2 separate regions of the Astyanax mexicanus genome follow, and region 2 is linked to region 1. The links are chromatin contacts, called in public Hi-C maps. All regions are on one chromosome and are shown on one strand. The core of a region is the stretch at or near the end of the contact, and the rest is flanking DNA. Distances in the headings are between cores, read along the strand shown. Region 1 holds the start of oaz1b (ornithine decarboxylase antizyme 1b). Region 2 holds the start of tmem38b (transmembrane protein 38B).

What was found. A called contact is a pair of places that touch in the nucleus more often than the background predicts.
Region 2: a Hi-C map of muscle shows a contact between it and region 1, with 6 times the contacts expected there. The contact joins the promoter of tmem38b here to the promoter of oaz1b in region 1. A contact is called at or near these places in 2 of 3 Hi-C or Micro-C datasets (both in muscle).

What each region holds. Positions count from the first base shown.
Region 1 is chr17:32,624,597-32,627,690 of AstMex3_surface, forward strand. oaz1b (ornithine decarboxylase antizyme 1b) reads right to left here and starts at 1,674. Exons shown (of 5, transcript NM_001291919.1): 1 at 1,488-1,674. The coding sequence starts at 1,618.
Region 2 is chr17:32,781,828-32,784,921 of AstMex3_surface, forward strand. It overlaps tmem38b (transmembrane protein 38B), which reads left to right and starts at 1,546. Exons shown (of 6, transcript XM_007230611.4): 1 at 1,546-1,779. The coding sequence starts at 1,656. LOC125782402 (a long non-coding RNA gene) reads right to left here. Exons shown (of 3, transcript XR_007425047.1): 3 at 2,345-2,432.

The DNA of each region.
Region 1 (3,094 bases), core at 424-2,923:
CATCCTGAGAGCATCATCATCACACAAGCTTGTGTTCGTTCATTTGACCTTATTTACAGAATGCAGATATACTACTGGGTCAGTGCTGAGAATTAAACTAGCTCCTTTTTTTATATTTTAAAAATATTTTAAAAGGTATTTTTTGCTTCTACAGGTCAGTTTTAACCATTTAACAATTCAAATGCTTAAATTAAATGTTTTATGTTCAACAGAACTAGTACTAATCTTACTTATATAACTATATTTAAATACAAGTTATACAATTGTTGTGTTACATCAGGATGTTTACCTTAAAATATTTACAGTTTCTTAATGCCCACAGTAAGAAACAATCATCAACGAGCTACTTCCTAAATTGATCAAATTCAATTCTGAGCTTATATAAGTAACTTATAGCTTACATAAATAACCAGACATATTCCTAATCTCTTATTGGTTAATAAAAAATCATTTAAAAATACTCATTTTTTTATTCTTTCTGCTAAAATTTGTATGCATAAAATATATATTTTTAAGGAATACACTTAAATTGTTTCTATCTCAAGGACATCATAAAAAAGCCTTAAAATTGTAAATAACCCTCCAAAAAATACAATACACAATTAAAAACGTTATTATTCAGGCTATTAAACAGTAAAAGTAGGTTATCTGAAACCGGAACGGCACCTCCGCAACATAAGGCCATTGTGACGCAGTCTTAACAGTAATGTAGCGACGACGTCACACACACCACGATGTGAAAACGTTCTAAAATCGCTGACTAAACGTTTTAATTTAGCTAAAAACGGAAAAGAAACGACTGTACACTCAAATACAACAAAAAGAGACTGATGACAACCTCATTTGAATAGCAATTCCCAGCTAACGAACCAAAAAACACCACAGCTGGCCTAGCGAGCGAGCTAGAGATGTTCAGATAAACTGAGCTCAGGCAGGGTAAAGCTAGGATAAGTTAAGCTAATCCTCAACTGGCCTTTTAAACACGTTAGCGTTAGCTAGTTTAGCACATCCAAGATAGCCTGGTTCGTCCTTTAAGTTAAATACAGACACAACATGTTACATAATTGGAATACTAATAAAGGTAACGTTATAAATATATAAGGATTAGCTAGATTATATTGTTGTTGTTATATAAGAGTCGAAAAAACTTTAACAGCTAGGTTAGCTAAAGGATGACAGCAGCAGAAGGCTAGTTAGCTAGCATGCTGCCCTGTTGGTAAAGTAAGAGTTAGGAAGTCCAGGTCCAGAATGTAAAAATCCACCCAAGCTTCTCGTTCCAAATGCCTGGGCGGCTCTGCTGCAAAACCCTGATATGGATTATTAATTTCTGGACCTGGACTACCCACCGCTATGAGCTAGCCATTTAGTTAGCTACACAATTAGCCAAAGAAGCTAAGCCAGATAAGGCCAGGCTAGGCCCAATCTATGCTAAGATAAGCTAAAATAAGCTAACCCTTCCCCCACCGTCGACTATTTTTCCGACTTACCTGCCGATCATGTCACAAATATTACTAGTACTTGTCAAAGCGTCCATCCTGGCCTGATCTTGCCTTTTTCCTTCTTTTTCGCGAGCAAAGCAGTGACTGTTCAGTATCCGCTGGAGGTTGGATTTGACCATCCGGCCCTGGGACGATTCACGGCCGCCTCACTCTGCTCTCGCCTCGTTTACAAAGTGAAGGCTAAGCCGCTGTAGAATCGCGTTTTGTGGCTCTCAATTTCACACCCGCATTCGAGTACAGTCCACCTCTCTAGCGCTGGGATTGGTGATCAGTTTGTCATAGTCTACGACTAGCTAATCATCGTGCGGGACCCAATTTACCAACAGCCAATCGAGACCAATGAGAGGCGGGACCTGCCGGAATAGGAGCGGGAAAGAAAATAAAAGGCCATACGCAGCACACAGAGGATTAAAAAAAAACACAACAAGCTGCAGAAGTGAAGAGGATCCGTGGGGGCGTCGTTGTAGCTAATGGAAAATTACTGAAACCCTGCAGAAAACACTGGAGGAAACGAAAAGAAAAGCTGTTTATTTTCATCCACCCCACACAAACTCACACATGATCAGCTGCAGACGTGTTGTGTTAACTGCTGTTTTGTCAAAATAACACTACCTGATTAATCACAAGTTTTAATAATATATGATTTAGTCTGTTTAGACAAGCAGTATGGAACAATGGATGCAGAATGTTTAGAATTTAAATGAGTTTTTGTTTCATTTTTAAAAGGGTAGAATGTGTACCGCTGGTGGTCAATGAAAAATCCCAGAGAAGGCCCCAGAAATCGCATTATTTAATTATGATTTGTTGTTTTTGTTGTCAAAACCTGATAGACTAACCTGTATGCAAGCACACTCTTGCTTTAGTTGTGAGATGTTATCTTGTTAGTGAAGTTGAACACCGGCCAGTGTGCTCATGACAAGGTCACATGAATTATGGAAGTTGATAATGGGTGTCAGGTGGATGGGATATTCTGTTTCTGTTACTGTGCAGGTCCTTATTATTCCATGATCCACAGTGTCAGGTGTGGACCAGTAATATACCATTAGCTCTATCAGGATGGGATTAGTTTCTCAGAGGGACGTCTGTGAAAAATATTTCACACTTTTACTCAGTGATGAAACTTTTGTATCTGGACTGCAATTAAAAAAAACAGGAGGACCAGTGAGTTTTCAGGCTTTCTCAGTCACATGACATCGTGTTCAGTAGCTCCTTCAGTTCCACTAGCTGTTGTGTTTACGTGGATCTCCATGGAAACACGCGCCCAAAGTGTAATTACTGTGAGGTAAACTCAAAGATGTCCGTCCGGACGGGACTAAAATTACTGGAGGACCACGGAGTTCAGAGAGAAACAGTAGATAATTCAGGGTGTTTTAAGCCATCAAACCTAGATATGGCCTAGATATGTTAAGGAAAATTAAGCTAAGATAAGCTTCAATTGGCTTTGTAAACATACAGTGTTAGCTAACTAGCACTAAGCACAGCTTATCTAGCTTGGTTTTTCAGTTAATAGGGTTTAAGGTGATGTCATGTAGACACCATAGGCACTTTTTACTCTTCAGGGCATAAGAGTGCGCTTGATCCAAGGCTCCTTAGTC
Region 2 (3,094 bases), core at 296-2,795, 160 kb after region 1:
AATAACACTGCATTCCAAGACAAACACGTTCTACAAAAGGATTATTGCACACTTTCTGTAAATCCTTTAAACTTGATTTTACTTCTCAAATATCACTGTGATTCCATCTGAAATTGATTCAAACAGCCCATTATTTATAAAGGAAAATCATGATGCCCAAACTTTTTCATGGCACTGTGTAAGAGATATAAGATGTATATATATATATATATATATATATATATATATACATCTTATATCTCTTACACAGTGTAATATACATACATATATGTATATTATAACTAAGTCGTTATAATGCCATTACAACATATGTAAATATTATTCAGCACTTTTGCCCGTGTTAAGTCAGCACTAAATGTATTGCATTTTGTATGAAGCTAGTAGTAGTAGCTAAGGTTTGGCTATAGTGTGATATAGTTGTTTTATGGGTCTTTGATAGCCGCTGAGTAGTTAGTGAGTCACTACTTAATTAAATTATTCCAATTTCTGTTTTTTTATAAGGAGTAATTGTAAAATAACATATATTTTCCTAGTCACAAAACTGACAGTATATATATTTTTTTTACCATGTATAAAATTAGCTTTTTGTTACACACTGGTTACATACCTTTTTAGGTATTCTTTACTTAGAATTATCTTCAAGGATTCAAAGAGACATTATTGTCATTTCACATTACATGTGGTACATGAGATGGAACAATATTTTATTCCCACGGTCCAGACTACATTGAAGAGCAATTGTTAAAATAAATTGTTTAAAAAGTTTTCTAGAGCAGCATGGATGATTATGAATGGATATCTGTAACATAAAAAGTGACAAAGTGTCTCAGTGCGGGTAAAATATCAGTGTTGTTTTAAATATGTAATTGTCCTTGTGAAGTGTTTGTCTTTTAAGGTCCTTAGAGAGTTCTTTGCCATGAGGTGCCATGTTAAACTTTCAGTGACCAGTATGAGAGAGTGTGAGAGCTGTACTACAAAATTGAACACACCTGCTATGCAAACCTGAGACCTAGTAACACTAACAAGTCACATGACATTTTGGAGGGAAAATGACAAGCAGTGCTCAATTTGTACAGTTAGAAGTGTAGTGTCTTAGGGGTGTACTCACTTTGGTTGCATGTGGTTTAGACACTAATGGCTGTATATTGAGTTTTTTGGAGAGAAGAATAAATTTACACTGTTATATAAGCTGCACACAGACTAATTTTCATTGTGTTAAAGTGTCATTTTTCAATGTTGTCCCATGAAAAGATATATTTAAATATCTGCAGAAATGTAAGGGGTGTACTGGCAAAATTGAATTAAAGATGTGGAGATCCATCATTTACCATTAACATTTTCATCAATAGACTGTGTGTGTGTAGGTAAATATGTGTGTGATGGGATGGGTGTGGGTGGATGCAATTTATTAAAGGGATAGTTAAACACTGTATTGCTGTATATGTACAATGAATGTATATGACTGCCAGCCAATAGTAGCGCAGGAGGGGCGGGGCCTGTCTGAATACGGGTGTGGGGTTTAGGCCCCGCCCCCAGCAGCAGTCTCCGCTCGGAGCTCGCTGTCAGTGCTGGATGGAGCCGCGGCTGGACCGGAGCCGGACGGGCTGCTGACCGGATTTAAGCGCGTGCAGAAGAGAGAAGCCCAGCCGGGAGAGATGGAGCTGCTCGGGCTGGGGGGCGTAAGGCAGCTCGCGGAGGGTCTGGCCGGCCTGCCCATGTTCCCGTACTTCGATACGGCGCACTACATCGTGTCTGTGATGGCCTTACGAGAGCAGCCAGGTGAGCCCAGCGTACCTGAACGCACGCGAACACACGGACACACCTGGGCAGGGGGGAGGGGTCACGATACACGGTGAGGGGGACACGTTACAGATGTGTTTTACCGAGACATGAAGATAGCCTACACTGCAACATGTAAGCGTAAGTGTTTTAATCAGTTAGAACAGTTTAAAACTGTACATATACACGATATGTGCAAATATATGTGGACACACTTCTAAGGAAGACAGTTAAGTACTACTTCATGATGCACCCATTGCTGACACAGATGTGCAAATGCACACACACACACATACACAGCTTGTCTAGTGCCTTTATACTGAAGCATTTCCAATAGAACATAACTTTCTGAAGCAGATGAACAAACATTAGCCTGTTAGCACTATGCTTAATGACAGGCAGGTGTAGGCTAGGGGGGGGGGGGGGGGGGGGGGCTGGGGGGTATTAACCCCCCATGGATTGAGCTGTATTCTCTGGAACGATGGTGCATGATGGTTCTCCATTCAGTACATTTGGTGGGAGAAGTATGAAAGTTGTGGATGGATAAGGTGGAGTGTTGATCGTCCAACATCCTGATCTCACTATTACTAATACTGCGGCAGCATGCCATCAAATTCTCACACCTATGCTCTAATAGTCTTCTGGAACATCATCTATGGAGAGAAAATTAATACAACAAAAGTGACCTCTTTTTTAATATCTTTAATCTCAAAAAGACCATTAAAAAATCCAAGTTATTCAGGAAACAGAAACAATATATTGTTGCTGTCTAATGAGAATAAGTATTGCCATTTTAGTTTAGTACATAATTTGAACTGTCTTTAAAACTGTGACAAATTTTCTTGACCAATAGAAATTCTAGAAAAAGTATTGTGAAATTCAAATTCTCACACCAATGCTTTAGAATCTAATAGAACACCATCTATGTACAGTAGAGACAACTACTACAACAAAAGCAGAGTAAACTCTTTTTTTAACATCAACACCTTACTAAAATAATTACCCTTTTCCTCAATGTTATTCAGGAAACAAAAACAACATATTGTTGCTGTTTAATAATAAAAAGTATCTCCATTTTTGTTAAATTTTAGTTTAGTACATATTTGAACTGTCACTTAAACTGTGTCATAAGTTCTTGGTGAGTGGACCCATAGAATTTCTCCAAAATATCCTGAAATAAACTCTTTGCGAGCGAGCGATTATTATATAATAAACAAAACAAACAAATTAAAAACAAACAAACAGCTGAAACAAAGCTTAAGACAAGGAACATAGAGAATATAAGAAAACACAGGGAACAAACTAACAGACGTGA